2 separate regions of the Sus scrofa genome follow, and region 2 is linked to region 1. The links are chromatin contacts, called in public Hi-C maps. All regions are on one chromosome and are shown on one strand. Each heading gives the region's core, a stretch centred on a gene start, on an enhancer-like site or on the middle of the called end of the contact. The rest is flanking DNA. Distances are from core to core; before and after follow the strand shown.

What was found. Hi-C and Micro-C count contacts between places; a contact is called where the count stands out from the background.
Region 2: a contact with region 1 is called in a Hi-C map of epiblast stem cells, with 2.4 times the contacts expected there. The contact joins two enhancer-like sites. A contact is called at or near these places in 1 of 5 promoter capture datasets (fetal skeletal muscle), 33 of 47 Hi-C or Micro-C datasets (adipose tissue, alveolar macrophages, blood and 18 more) and 2 of 2 datasets of contacts at active chromatin or transcription factors (alveolar macrophages and skeletal muscle).

Annotation. Positions count from the first base shown.
Region 1 is chr11:2,867,444-2,875,196 of Sscrofa11.1, reverse strand. All of the region lies in intron 4 of SPATA13 (spermatogenesis-associated protein 13), which reads left to right. Among named protein-coding and RNA genes, the nearest start is that of MIPEP, 81 kb to the right of the region's middle. Within about 2 kb of position 4,311, at least 32 of the 83 cell types and tissues checked have an H3K27ac peak or open chromatin away from gene starts, as enhancers often do. A contact at or near this core is called in epiblast stem cells, where this site is marked.
Region 2 is chr11:2,999,942-3,007,694 of Sscrofa11.1, reverse strand. The region is part of intron 4 of SPATA13 (spermatogenesis-associated protein 13); the gene reads left to right. Among named protein-coding and RNA genes, the nearest start is that of AMER2, 120 kb to the left of the region's middle. Within about 2 kb of position 3,169, at least 9 of the 83 cell types and tissues checked have an H3K27ac peak or open chromatin away from gene starts, as enhancers often do. A contact at or near this core is called in epiblast stem cells, where this site is marked.

The DNA of each region.
Region 1 (7,753 bases), core at 3,062-5,561:
TGCTTTCCGAAGAAGGGGGTCCTGCTGGGAGCGTGACTGAGAATATTCTGGTCCCGAGCATTTGCTTCTGTGACAGCCTGTGCAGTGCCCTCGAAGAGCTGGGATCCTGTTAGGATCACACGGAGAAGTCTGAGGCCCGGGGCGGGGGGCGGGGGCATGACCCCCGTGCAGCCCCCAGCCCAGGGACCCTCTAACTCTGAGGCCAGTCTCGCGGAGGGATGTGCCTGGCCTTGCCTGTTGTCCCTGGGACCTTTGCAGCAGCTCGCAGGGGGCAGACCCCACGTCTTATCTTCGCTGCCTGGGGCTCGCCTGCCCCCAGCCTTCCGGGACCCCCACCCTGACCCCTATTCATCTCCGTCAGGTCTCTACTCTCCTTTTTTTAGGTTCAAGATAGTTCCATCTTTGTTATTACGGGGGTTTTTTGCACTTAAAGTGGCTTTGAACGTTTCACCAAAGACAGAATATAATCCTTGCTTCATGTCGGCCCCTCTGAGTCCCTGGCATATTTAGAACATTATTAAGCTCTGGGTAGAAGGGGCCGGGTCAGTGGGTGTGATGCTGGGGTCTTCCTGAGTCTGTCACATGCTCCTGCCGCATTCCAGCAGGGCTTCCAGAAGCTTCTGACACATGGGAGCTGGAAGCATCTGTCCTGAAGCTGAGGAGAGGGGTGGGGCCACTGGTGCCCAGTCTCCCCCGGGGCAGGACTGGAGGTTTGGGCGAGGCTGATGGGACTGAGGGGTGACAGGCTGGGGAGGAGGTCGGAAGTGACCCTGGGAGGGAGGAAGACCCCAGGGTGTGTTTGGAGGGGAAGATGAGGGATGGGGCCGGTCGCCTGCACACGGCCCCCTCATAGGGGGTGGGTTAGGAGGGTGGACAGTGACGGTGGCTGTGCCCACAGAAGGGGTGTCACCCGTGGGGTGCAGTGACACCTCCAGCCACAGTGCCCTTCCCAAGCGGGTGCCCTGTGAGTAAGCGAGGAGCAGGGCTCGCGAGCCCATGGAGGCTTCTGGCCACAAGTCTTGGCTGTTGAAAGAAGAGTAAAACCCCACAGAAGCCGCCTGGGAGCTCCCGAGTTTCCAGTAAGTCCCTCTGTGAAAGTCCGATGCTGGCCAAGGGGCTTCCCTGGGTGAGGGCAGTGCTCACTGGCCTTCGCCTCTGCCAGGTTGTCCTCACATTGGGGACCAGCTGGTTCTTCTGAGCTGGGGGGCGGGAGGTGGGGGGCAGGGGGAGACCAGGCTTCCTGCTTGGAGGATGAGCTCAGGTGCTCAGCAGGTGTCTGGGGTGCTCAGGATCCCTCCTTCAAAGTTCAGGGACACATGATGTGCCTGGGACGGCTCCTCACATCACCCCCTTCTTCTAACAAAGGGCCCCCCGGCACCCCTTCCAGGCCTGGGCGGTGCAGCCCCATGGTGGGGGCCTCTGCTTGGGGACAGTGGCTGGTCACCCCTGTTCTGTTCCTGTGGCTACTCAGGGCGTCTCCTGAAGGAGGATTCCATCAAACAACTGCCAAATTCAGTTCACTCCAAAGAAGACCGGTCAAATTACACAATACAAGGCATTTTAGCAACTGCTTTCAGAGCAGAAACCAGTGTGCAGCTGCTGATGGCACAGGCAGGGAGAGCCGTTTTCCATGGGGTTCTATGCCTAGAATGACATTTTATGCAAAAAAAGCAAAACCAAAAAACTTGAGCAGTAAAACAAGTGCAGGAAAGAGACAACACAGATAAATCCACTTATAAAAGGTTTTTGTTTATTTGTTTTTGCTTTTGTGGGCACACCTGTGGCCTATGATAGTTCCCCGGCCAGAGATCAAATCCAAAGCACATATGCCACCTACACTACAGCTGCAGCCACACCGGATCCTTAACCCGCTGTGCCTTCATAAAGGGTTTTTTCCAAACGCTGGGTATACAAGCTGGGCTGATCCTTGGAGGTGGGGGGTTCTGCGCAGCCTGCGCAGTGAGACCAGTGACGCACGGCTCCAGATTCTGCCAAATCCATCTCTTGAGCAGAAATGTTTTTGCTCCAGTGACCTTGAAAGTGCCTTCAAGATCAGGGCCACCCGTCCGGAAAACTTGCTTTGCTCTGCATGGTCAGTGCAGCGGAGGCGCCATGGCTGGGGTGACATCCGTCTTGGGTTGGTCGCAGCCGGAGGTGGTCCTAACTGTGAACTTGGGAGGTGGCCGCTGAGAAAGGGGGGCCAGGGAGGAAGCTTAGGAAGCAAGACAGGCCATCTTCAGCCTTTTCCTTGGGTAGTCTTCCTTGGCCTTTTCAACTCTGATGTTTAAAGTGGGGGTGGGATGTTCCCGTTGTGGCTCAGCAGGTTAAGAACTCAACTAGTGTCCGTGAGGACACAGGTTCAATCCCTGGTCTCAATCAGTGGGTTAAGGATCCGGTGTTGCCAAAAGCTCTGGCATAAGCCGGCAGCTGCAGCTCTGATTCGACCCCTAGCCTGGGAACTCCCTTATGCCCCAGGTATAGCCCTAAAAGGAAAAAAAGAACAAGAAAAGTAAAAAAAATAAGTAAAGCGAGGGGTGTTCGGAGGCTGGCACCTTTTCTGAGCGTTGGGATAACACCGGGAGCACAGCACAGACGAAGACCTACCCTAGTTCACCCGGTTAGACCCACCAGCCCCCGACCTCAGGAAGAGCTTCCTCTGCCTCTGGAAACCCTCAAAATTGACAGGGCAAACATCCATCCCCAATGGGAAACCCCATTGTCACCCGCAGGAATGCGGTTTAGCTCTAGCCTCGTAACCCAGATAAGGCCAGCCGAGACGGTCACACCTGGTGCAGAGTTGACACCCTTCCCAGAGACACACTGGCTCGGTCCCAGCCGCAGCTGGGCTTTCCGGTACACTTTGTTTTTAGACACTCACATGATTGGCTACTTAAAGAAGCCGGGGCCCTGATTGGCTGTTTAAATGAAACCGGGGCCCTGATTGGCTGTTTAAAAGAAGCATCCTCCCATCTCACCTGGAGAGGCCTGACGGTACCCTGTCCATGGGGAGGACAGCTTTTCCCACGTGGGGCTGCAGGGAGAGGAAGAAGGTCTGGTATTAAGGACGGGGCAGTAGGGAAGGGAACTTCATCCTTGGAACTGGAATCCTCAGTGAATCTTAGACGCATTTGCCAATGGAAATGTTATTATACATTATGGTTAAACGCAGTGTTTAACTTATCACTTAACTGTTATCACTTAGATATGGTTTGATGGACAGAGTCTGTGGGGAAATGGATTGCTCATAAATAACCCTTTAGAATACAGTGTGTCCCAGGAGCTCCCGCTGTGGTACAACAGGATCAGCAGCATCTTGGGAGCGCTGGGACCCAGGTTGGATCCCCAGCCCCGCACAGCAAGTTAAGGACCCGGCATTACCCCAACCGCAGCTTGGATCTGATCCTTGGCCCTTGAACTCTATATGCCGCGGGTGGCCACAAAAAAAAAAGAATATGTCCTGTCCCCAAAATGCGGATGCTAGAATTTGAGCTCCCAGTCAGAGCCCTGATTTAACCAAGGTTCTGGGAATGATGTTGGAATGAATCCTAGGGAAACGGGAGAATAAGATGGGCAGGGCCAGCAGGCAGCCCTGAACCTCCTACGGAGCACAGGCCAGCCTCTCAGCTGGCGGTGATCGGGCCCCACGTGTGCCAGAGCCTTAGTCACAGAAGGCAGAGGATGCAGAGTTTGATAAGACGTGGCTTCTGCCTTTCGGCCTTGTCCGAGTTTCATGGGGAACGTGGGTAGACCAGAGCTACAGAGCAGCGCGGCCAGTGCTCAAGCAGCAGGGCACTCGGGAGCCCCCAGGAAGGGGCTGTGTCAGGAGTCGGGAGAGTTGCTCTAGGGGAGCTGATTTGAGTTAAAGATACATGTTTGTTCGGCAGGGCAAGAGAAGCATCTCTAGATATTGCAAACAAAGGGCATCTAATGGAGGGATTACTTTACACGGCTGAGATACCAGAGAGAAGCCAGAGGAGCTCAGGCGGGCGGGGGCGGGGGGGGGGGGACGACACATGCTGGAAGGAGGGCGGTGCCAGTGTAGCCGGCCTGGTGCCTTGGCACAGGAGGAGGCCCTGGGAGGGGTGTGGGGGCAGGCCAGGACCCCTGCAGAAGCAGGAGCCAGCTCAGTTGGAAACCGTCCATTAAGGAAGTTGTGTTTCCCTAATACAGAGAGCCAAGAGTGGCTGTGAGAGGCTCTCAGAGCCGTTGAGGAAATGGCCCAGAATTGTTGCAATGTGAGGAAGGGCCCCTAAGGGGAGTCCTCTGAGGTCCAGAGGCACAGCGACACGGGATGAAGTGCCGCCTGTCCATTTGCATTCGGAACAGACCCCAAGGCGGGGCGGGAGGTGAGTCAGACCAGTCGGGACAGTGCTCGGAAGGCTGACACCCGGGAGCATGGCCAGGACAGTCACATCTGCAGCGGATCTGGGCTCACTGATGAGAAGTGGGGAGAAAGGGGGAGGGCTAGGAGGGCCCCTGCATTTTGGCCAGTATGGGGCAGCTCTGGGGCTGGAGCCGGGTCCCCTGCTGCTCTCACCTGTGCTGGCACCTGTCCTGGCTTGACACAGGGTCCTGACCTTGCAGGTTCTGCTGTGCTGTGATTCAAGGCCCGGTGCTTTCACCCCTTCAACCTTCCAGAATTAGTGCTTCCTTCCGGTGTCACATTTTCTATAATTTACCAGGATGTAAATTACAAGAACCTCCTTGTTGGTACTTTAGCCTGCTATATGTTCCTCACTTTCAAATTCAAGTTCAAGTTCTTATTTAAGAATTACTGCTCATAGTTGTTTTCAGAGAATGCTCAGTAGGAATGAATAGACGTGTTCCCGTCTAAAGTTCATGCAATCCAGAATCCAGCTTGTAGACAATGGATTTCACAATATTCCCAGCTGAAATTCTTTCTCGTAGTTCTGTTCATAAATACGTCTGGCCGAGCTCCCACAATTTACAAGACTTGCTACAAAACCACTGATTGAATTGCAACCCCTGTTACTGAATAGAGGTCAAAGTATTAGTTCTAAATAATGCAAGTTGGTATGTTACTCGGAAATTCCAGGAAAAGCTTTTTTCCGTGATTTTCAGTTTCATTGCAGGCAGCAGACAAAAGTCACGTTGTTCTGCTCTGTGGACAGAATAGCAAGTCGCTGGTCTTTAAAAAGCATGTTGCCCCAATGAGAAACTCAGATATGCGTGTATTTTGCTGGCTTTCTATCCTAAAACGTATATATGATCTTTAGGTAAATGTTTTTCTTTTTTTATATATAATGATTTTTATTTTTTCCATTGTTGCTGGTTTACAGTGTTCTGTCAATTTTCTACTGTACAGCAGGGTGACCCAGTCACACATACATGTATACAGTCTTTTTTCTCACATTATCCTGCTCCATCATAAGTGACTAGATAGAGTTCCCAGTGCTACACAGCAGGATCTCATTGCTTATCCATTCCAAAGGCAGAAGTTTGTATTTATTAGAGCCAAATTCCCAATCCATCGGAAAATGTTTTTTAGTGTCGTGAAAGTCCGAATCCCTTCACGTTGGAGTAATAAAACGGTACACGATGATGAATTGTTAGCATTGGTACAGATAGTGACACGGCAGCATAACTGATACACAGGTCACCTCAAGATAAACTTAACTAAGTGGACAAAGCATACTTCTTCCTCTCAAAGACCTAAGAGCCTGGTTCTGAAGGAAGCGACATAAACCTGTTGAAAGGATGAATATAAGCATCAGCCTAGGCCTTGTGAGGCAATTTACTGAGATGCCTGGAGCCCAGGGACTAGGGGGGCTAATTCACTCTAGGGGCGTCTGCAGGGATTTTGCAACGAAGGTGACATCGGCAGCCAGTATCAGAGTGTCTGGCTGGTTGACTAAGGCCATGTCGGCTTTTCTTTTTCTTTCTTTCTTTCTTTTTTTTTTTTTTTTGGCTTTATCAAGTTATTGTATTTATTTTATTTTTTTTTTATTACTCAATGAATTTATCACATCTGTAGTTGTATAATGATGTCGGCTTTTCTAAACCTGTTTTCACCCAGTTCCCCCCATTCCATGCCATGGAACCATCCTTCCAGCCGTATTCTTCTTGATGTAAGGTCAAGATCATCCCAGTTTGCCAAGCAAGACCTTTCTGGTTTCGGCCCTGACAGTTCCACGTCCTAGAGGACACCCCATCCATGCATGGGCCAATGGGGGCAGCTGGTCCCCCTGCTCTACTGCCCCCAAATCTTCCTGCACTTCATACCTCTTTCCCCCCAGAGTGGCCATGACCTTGTCATCACCTTGAATTCATCTGTGGCTCACACAGATCCTCAGCCAACAGGGGCTCATGACTAGAATGGCTGCTTGAGATGTGCCTGAATGTTGGCACCTCTTATTTGGTAGATGGCGCAGAAGCACAGATGGTTGAAAAGACTTACTCAAGATGCATGTGCCAGTTTAGACCCAGACCTGACCCCGGTCTTCCATAGAACCTTCTCAAACCACCCAACGTTAAAGCAACGCGCCCCTGCACCCTGAGCCCTTGGGGTCAGGGGAAGAGTTTGGTCTTTGGTTGTAAAAGGTCTCATAGCGCCCTCTAGTGGTGGCGTCACCGTGTCTTCATCCAGGCAGATTCTGTCCCGTGTCCCGTGGGGGTCTAACAGGATGGTTATTATTACATTGTAGTCAGCTCCTGGGACCAGAGTTGACCGTTGGCATAAACAGCTTCATTTCAAGACTGTGAGAAGCTAAGACAACCACCGTGCCCTGTCCCACCCAGGGTAGGCAAGGGGACAAGTGGGGCTGCATGTTGAATTCATTCTGCCGCATCCAGCCTCAGTACCAGGGCGATTCAAGATTTTGCTGAAATGGGAGTTCCCGCTGTGGCATGGTGGGTCAAGGGTACCACTGCAGCAGCTCAAGTCGCTGCAGATGTGCAGGTTCCATCCCTCTCCAGGCACAGTGGGTTAAAGGATCTGGCGTTGCCACAGCTGTGGCGTAGGTCACAGCTGCAGCTTGGATTCAGTGCCTGGCTCAGGAATGTCTGGACGCCCGGGGTATGGCCATAAAATTAGAAGAAAAAAGAAAAAGATTTTGTTGATATGGTTCATTCACATGCAACCCACAGCCCCTCGTTTCTCTTAGAACATTAGACTGCGGGGGGGCTGTGGGAGCCCCAGCCATCTGATTAATAGAATTGAGCAACTGGACACCAAGAAGCCTCCAGATCTCCATCCGTGTGGCCTCTGTGGTCCCAGATAGAATCAGCCCTTTAAAGAATCCCACGTCCATGGGCACGAGGTCAGGGCACAAGGTTGGGGCAAAGGAAAATGAACCCATCGGAGAATCTGGGTGGTAGACGCCGATGACTCTTCCTCGCATGAGGTCAGATTTTTTTTTCTGGACTAACCAAACTGGGCCCTGACCACGGGGTCTCTGCAGCTGTCTCCTCTCCTACCTGTCACACTTGCCATCAGAGTAATGGCCTTGACCGGCGTTGAAAGGACGTCTGGGATCTGACTTGTCAGGGTTATGTCCTCAGGTGCTGCCCTTGGAATCAGATGCTCGTATGTCAGCGCTGCTTCTGTCTTTGTTCGTTAGTCTGAAGCAGGGAGGAGCGCAGGCTTGGGGTGGGGGAGCCTCTGCCCAAGTGGCCCCTTGATGGTGTAGAAGACGGAAGTCCTGTTGGCCTCGTGGGTTGGCGTGACGACTCGATGTCCCATTGTTCTGAAAGCCCTTTGTACAAGTGCTGCATAAACAGTGGCCTTTTATGA
Region 2 (7,753 bases), core at 1,920-4,419, 130 kb before region 1:
CCCATCAAAGCAACGTGAATCAGACTCGGGAACTTTCTGCTCCTTTATGGCTTAGCCAAGCTCGAGTCTCCCAGTTGTCGGATTCAGCTTCTGGACGTTTTGTAGAGAAGGAGGTGTCATTAAAAAGGTCTATTAACATCGTCTTTCTTCTCGTTTGTTTTATATTTTGCGTGTAGAGCCCGGGGAAGCGTTCAGATTTATTCTTCAAGCAGTGGAAGCACAGTGTGAGTCTGTTAGATAAATACTAAGTCCTCTAAATCAAGTTCAAGCCTTGGTGGTTCTGTGGCAGCAAGCTGTCTTTCCCTAGATGCAGGCTTAAAGTTTCCAGTTCACAGAAAAAACTCCAGATCCCTAATAGCAAAGAAGTCCTGAAGGAAACGGCCTTGAATCTGCCGAAACAGAAGCACGAAGCTTAAAAAAGGAAGGGTGGTAGGGGAGGGAGTTCCGCTGTGGCTCAGTGGGTTAATAATTTGACCTCAGCAGCTCGGGTCGCTGTGGGGGTACAGGTTCAATCCCTGGCCTGTTGCGGCATTGCCACAGCTGTGGTGTAGGTCGCAGCTCCAGCTCAAATTCTTTTCTCTTTTCTTAGGGCTGCACCCGAGGCATATGGAGGTTCCCAGGCTAGGGGTTGAATCAGAGCTCTAGCTACTGGCCTGCACCATAGCTCACAGCAACGTGGGATCCTTAACCCAGTGAGTGAGGCCAGGGATCGAACCCGCGTCCTCATGGATGCTAGTCAGATTCGTTTCTGCTGAGCCACGACAGGAACTCCTATGGCTCGATTTCAATCCCTGACTTTCTATATGTGGCAGGGGCGGCCGCAAAAAAAGAAAAAAAAAAAAGAAGAAAAAAAGAAAAAGAAGGAACAAAGATGGCCTTTCATGCACGTCCCACAATTTGAGCCTCTTGGACCAAAGACTCAATTGTGATAGCAAATTGGGGAAGTAACATGTAGCTTAAAGCTGTAAAACAAAGACATGAATGAAGTCGTGACGCTGAAAGTAAGTCGGAAATCCGTCTCCCCTCCTTGACGGGCTGGTTGTCATTAAAAAAAAAAAAAAAAAAAAAAAAAAATGACCGGAATCCAAAATTGTAGGAAAACAAGTTTGAATCGTACAAGTGAAAGATCAGACATCCCCTGTCGTCCTTGAGAAGTGAGATGATTTCCTAAGGCATTTCAGTCGACTGGGACGCTGTGGAGACGAGCTGTGAGGGCAGCGTGTGAGGGGGACGGGAGCCCTGGCACCCTCTGGGCTGGTGGCCTGGCACGGGGAGGTGTGTGTGCTGTTTTCCGTCGTCTTCCCCAGGTCTGAGCATACCTGGGGTCCATCCTGCCCCGGGATCAGGATTGGCTACATCCCTGGGGGAAGGGGCGTCGCAAAAGGACAGGCTGCCCCTTTGTGAAAAGAGGCTTACAGTTTTGAAGAAAGGAGCAGCCGAGCGTCAAGCCAAACACCCATGGAGCCCCGTCTGCTCCTGAGCCCTGACGCTTGTGGCTCAGCCTTCCCTGCCCCTTCTGCCCGCCCGAAGCTGAGCTGTTCCGCCAGATCTCAGACGAGTCAGTTTTCTCTCCGATGCCTTCTCACTTTGCTCCACAACAATCGTCTCTTTCTTCTCTCGAGTCCAATAAGTTAGGGTCTGTCCCACTCCCTTGGCACTCAGGAGATGCTGTTAGTTTTAAATGAATTGCCAAGTAAGAGCTTGCTAATTGTTAATTAGGCTAATTAGAAACAGCTCCTTTGACCAGTTTGTGGGTTTTTTTTTTTTTTCTTTCTTTTTTTTTTTTTTTTGGCCCCATTCATGGCATATGGAAGTTCTGGGCCCAGAATCTCATCCGAGTCGCAGTATCGACCCACACCACAGCTGCGGCCATACCAGATCCAAACCCACTGTGCTGGGCCGGGGATCAAACCTCTGCTTTAGCGGCAACCAGAGTTGCTGCAGAGACAACGCCGGATCCTTAATGTGCTGAACCTCAGCGGGAACTCCTTGACCAGTGCTTTTAAAAAAAAGATTTGTTTTCCCCACAACTAGCAAAATTAATTGATCAGAGGTTCTTAATCTGGGGCTCACAGATTAGCTTCTGGGGTCCAAGAGTCCCCAGATATGACAGATAAAATTGTGAATGTCATTTTTCAGAAGCAGGACCCTCTAGTCCTCCGGCTAAGCTAGATGCTCAGCAGACAAACTCCGGCGGTCTTCGGGAGATGTTCCCCCCAAGACCTGCTGTCATGTGGTCGGGGGTGGGAGTGGGGGGCGTCGCACACAGTCTGATCCTTCAGACCCTCAACTATAGAAGCAAGTGCTTCCTTGGTCAGGATGTCATGTGTTGACGTGGGAATTCCAGCCATCTGGTCACCTCTGCAGTTCCGAGGGGTCTATGTTTGGGGGCGAAGCCTTGGCTCTTCCACCCCCCCCCGCCCCCTGCTTCTGGGCTGCCACGCAAACTCGCGGGCTTCATGCCAGGGAAGCAGGACACGTGATGGCGGCGTTTGGCAAGGCGCAGGCACGGGGTCGGCGGACGTTTTCTGTAAGGGGCCAAGAGTGAGTGTTCCAGGCTCTTGGCAGGTCACATGGTCCCTGTGACAACCACTTCCTCTACCGTGGCTGCGGGAGGACAGCCAGGGGTAAACAGGAGATGCGGCCGTGGCCGCGCTCCGCGCTGGGCGCAGAGGCAGGCAGCAGCTGCACGTGGCCCGCTGGCCCGAGCGTGCTGACCTCGGAGCTGATTCCTGGCTCCTCGGGACTGAAATCGGGGTTATAATCAAAAAGCCCAGCCCTGGGGAATCAGGCGGTCCTTTGAGCTCCGTGCGCATCACCCGCGGCGTGTCGTGTACGCTAAGAACCAGCTCCTGTCCCAGGTGGTGGCAGCCCAGGGACGTGGGCAGGGAGGAGGGGGCCCTCGGGTCACCACCCTCGGTTCTCAGGCACCTTCATCAGAGACAATGGAAAAGGTTATTGTTGATGCCACGCCACAAACAGGAGAGGCCGGGTCCTGCTGTAAAGCCCGGGTCACCCCCTGCTCCCTCCTCTGTCATTGGTCACCCTTCTTTCTCTGTCCCGGGCAGAGGAGGAAGGAAAGGTCACCGTGTGTGATGCCCCAGGGCTCTGAGAACAGTCTCTTGATTGTTTCCCTCTAAAGTCTGCCTTTGCACCTGGGGCGCCGTACTGCTGGCCGCCCCCCACCAGCTGCTCACCAGCGCCTTTCCCGGACCTTCCAGACCTTCCAGGCCGGAGGAGAGTGGGGCGGGGGCTGGGGAATCAGAGGCAGGAACTCAGGCCTCTCGGAAGCTGATTCACAACTTTGAATGATCTGAAAACACGGGAGGGGCTTAGGCCGTTCAACTTGCAAACCTGAACTTTAAAAGTTGGCACAACCTCGCCCTTGGGTAGAGTCCCTTTTAATCACATTTCATCAAAGGCAACGCTTCTTGGTTACTCTCAGCTGGAAGTCTTGGATTTCATTCTTTTTATTTTTTATTTTTTAATTTTTAAATTGTTTTTCTTTTTAGGGCCGTACCCCTGGCATATGGAGGTTCCCAGGCTAGGGGTCGAATCAGAGCTGTAGCTTCCAGCCTACACCACAGCCACAGCAATGCTGGATCAGAGCTGCGTCTGCAACCTAGACCACAGCTCAGGGCAATGCCGGATCCTTAACCCAGTGAGTGAGGCCAGGGATCGAACCGGCATCCCCGTGGTTCCTAGTCGGATTTGTTGCCACTGCGCCACAACGGGAACTCCATTCTTTTTATGTTTTAAATTTATTTTGTTGAAGTCGAGTTGATTTCCACTGTTGTGTTCATTTCTGCCGTGCTGCAAAGTGACTCAGTTACACACACGTGTACACGCTTCTTTCGTAGTCTTTCCCATGGTGGTTTATCACAGGGTATGGAATCCACTTCCCTGTGCTCTCGAGAGGACCTGGTTGTTCATCCGCCCTGTGCGTCATAGTTTGCATCTGCTAACCCCAAACCCCCAGTCCCCACTGTGCCCTTGGCAACCCCAAGTCTGCGCTCTGTGTCTGTGTTTCCGGAGAAGGTCATTCGTGTCGGTCTCGTTCCAGGTGGCCCTTCCCCTCGCCGCCCACTGCTCTGCCCCTCGGGGGACCCTTCACTTGTGAACACCTGCCTCACCTCTAGTAAGTGGTCATTTGTTCTCCCGACCGTGCACGTGACTGGGACCGAGGGACATTCCGCAGTTGGCTCTGGCCCCGTGTCTTCTCTGCCGGAACTTGGTTTTCTGCCAACTAATAATGCTCGCCTGTGGATCTGCCCCAGGAAAGCACCCTTCTGTCACCTCTGGTGCTGCCCCTCCCCGCAGAGGCTGGGCCCCCACCTCTCCTTGGGCTGCTGTCCTTGTGGCTGATGGTGGCTGGCGGCGGCGGGGCCCTGCAGCCGACAGGCTGGGTTTGCCCCCGGCCCTGGCACAGGCACCATCTGGTCTGATTGGCACCTTCGGACTCTCCTAAACTTCCATTAAGCCCACTCAGCAGTGATTCTGCAGATGAAGGGGCAGGATGCTGGGCGGCCAAGGGAACAGCAGGTGCCACTGGTCCAGCTGAACTGGCAGAGGGCAGAGGGCGTGGTCCTGGGGGGGCGGGGGAGGATAACCACCTCACCACCCATCAGGCCGGGGACAGGGCGCGGATGTTTTTACCACCAGAAACCCTACTTCCAAACCAGAGAAAGGGGGCTTTGAGCCCTGAGGTTCTGAGGCCTCCAGGGGGTTAGTGGCTGAGCCAAGATTTGAAACCAAGTCTCTCCCAGGCTGCCTGTCCATCGAGGCTGTCTGTCCTGCTCTTTTTAAGAGAACCCAGGTAGGAATTAAAGTTTGGGGAGGCAACTCCTGAAGCCACCTGTCCGATGCTGGCCGTCTCAGCTGCGCCCTCAGCCAGGATGGGGTTGAAGAGGGAGAGATCAGAGGGCTGATGCTGAAGACGAGGTGGGTCCTGGGTCCAGGGTCCAGGGAGGGCAGCAAAGCCGGGTGGGGCCAGCTTCGTATCACTCAGGGTTCCTGAGGGGAAGTGACCCAAAGAGAATGCAGCTGGGATTTCTCCGCCATGCGTGCAGGTTTTGTCCATTGAAAGGCGGGGAGAAAAGGATTGCAAGGCGCCTCTGTTTTAAGTCCTTCAGTAGTTTCAATCCCTTCTCTCTGGCTCTTGCTCATTGTTCGTTGCAGCGCCTTTATAAAGCCCTTCCTTGTTTTCCAAGATCAGAGGCTGTGGTTGGCCGATCACAGGAAACTTTGGCTCAAATGAGACCACAACGGGAGCTAAAACGCTGTAGCTGTGGCCCATCAGAAGACCCCTGGTGGTGGTGGGAGCAGCGGGGGTGGCATGGGGCAGGTGCCCTGGGACCCTTCAAAGTCGCATGTAGACACGCGCCACAAAAGCAGTTCTACTCTGAAACACCAAGGAGAGCAACCTGTGCTCTTCAGTCCAGGAGCCTCATGGGATGGGGCAGGACGGCGCTGCCAGGGGTCAGGTGTACCCCCCGCTGCGTGCTGGGAACTCGGGGACGCTGGGAAAGCTTGATTCTCATAGCAGAGGTGCCACAGTCTCTTTTTATAGCCTCTCCTGGCGGTTCCAGTGCGCCACGGGCTACGTGGACTTTAAAGAGGTCTGCAACCTGAATTCTCATTAAAAAGGGTTTCTGTTTTTGTTTGCTCCCTCTTTCCCTCCCTTTCGTTCTTCTTAAAATTGAAATGTAGGGAGTTCCCATTGTGGCACAGCAGAAACGAACCTGACTAGGAACCATGAAGTTGCAGGTTCGATTCCTGGCCTTGCTCAGTGGGTGAAGGATCTGGCGTGGCCGTGAGCTATGGTGTAGGTTGCAGACGCAGCTCAGATCTGGCGTTGCTGTGGCTGTGGCGTAGGCTGGCAGCTGTAGCTCTGATTCGACCCCTAGCCTGGGAACCTCCATATGGCCGCGGGTGCGGCCCTAAAAAGACGAAAGAAAAAAAATGGAAAGAAAGAAAGAAAGAAATGCCTTGCTTATGCATGTAACCCAAGCAGCCTGGTCAAAACGGGAATTCCTCCGAGTCAGGCGCAGAGGCTGCCCCAGGCGGCCAGCGGTGGAGTCCGGGAGTCGGCATCCGAGCCGGCCCTCCGGGGGACGCCCACACGGGGGCTCTGAGAACCGCACTTAAGGAAACGCCTGGGACCGTCCATCAGAAACGGGTCCTCGGAGGTCGGCTGTTGTTCGAGTCAAGTTCGGCTTGGACAGTTGGACAGTTGGACAGTTGGACAGTTGACGGGGTGTGCAAGTGTATGGAAATAGATGTGCGAACACAGGTGACCCTGGTCTGCGTCGCTGATGAAGCCCTTCGCGCGGGCGTCCTGGTTAATGACGCCCGTGGTGGCGCAGGGCCTCGAGAGGGACAAACTCAGCCCACGTGCTTATCGTTGGTGCTGCTGAGGTCCTGCCTTCTTCAGGGGCCTTTGAGGACAAGATGTGCCAGCCTAGCTGGGCTCTCTCCCCATCCCCTCGACTCAGGGCCGCGTTTCTCCTCTGTTCCGCCTGCCCTTTGCCTGGGCAACGGCACGTGGGGGGCAGAGGGGTACAGGAGCCTGGGGGACGCAGCGTCAGCTCTGTGTCCCTTCCACTGTTATCCACATGTCATCGACACAGGACGTGGTATAGCCTAAGGCAAACAGCATAATAATCTCATAGGTTCTGAGACGGTCACTACCAGCTAGTTAATCTGTTCTGGATTCACGTAGTTACCGTGCTTTTCTGTCTTGTGAGAACTTTTAGGGTCTGCTGTCTGAGCAGCTTTCAGATAATGCTGTCTTTTTAACCATCAGACACGAAGTTCCCACATGGTACAGCGGGTTAAGGATCCAGTGTTGTGAATCAATTATAATAGGAAAAAGTAAAAATCCTTTCAAAAAAGGAGGATCCAATGCTGCCTCTGCAGTGACGTGGGTTCGATCCCTAGCCCGGCACAGCGAGTTAAGGATCCAGCGTTGGCTGCAGCTGTGGTATATGGAGGTCGCAGCTGTGGCTCGGATTCAATCCCTGGCCCAGAGACTTCTATGCCACAGGTGCAGCTAAAACGGAAAAAAAACAAAAACAGAAACAAAAACATGGCACCCACTTCTCCCATCTCAGCAGCTGTGGCCCCTGAAGTTTGGAAGGTTCGGGAAGGAGTTTTTGGCAACCTCTCGCCTATTCAGGGAAAAGAGAAAACTCCATCTCCCAGATGCCAGACCCTGATTGCGGGTTACACACACACACACACACACACACACACACACACACACACACACGTAGGTGAACACACATTTCCAGGTGCACACGTCACACACACGCACACACAGCCTCTAGTTCCCTGGTAATTTCCAGGTTGGAATCCATGGTTGTCAGCTTCGAGAACAAGCACGTGCTTTTCTGCAGAATACAGCCCTCTGAGACTGTGGCCCCTCATTTTCTGTGTCTTGTCCCCCCCCTTTTTTTTTGCTTTTTTTAGGGCTGCACCCACAGCCTATGGAGGTTCCCAGGCTAGGGGTCGAATCGGAGCTGTAGCTGCCGGCCTACACCACATCCACAGCAACGCCAGATCCGAGCCGCGTCTTCGATCTACACCACAGCCACAGCAACACTAGATCCTTAACCCACGGAGTGAGGCCAGAGATCAAACACGCAACCTCATGGTTCCTAGTCAGATTCGTTTCTGCTGTGCCATGACGGGAACTCTTGTTCCTTTAAATGGGGGATTTTTCCGCCTATAGACTTGGGCTTGGGGTGGGGGG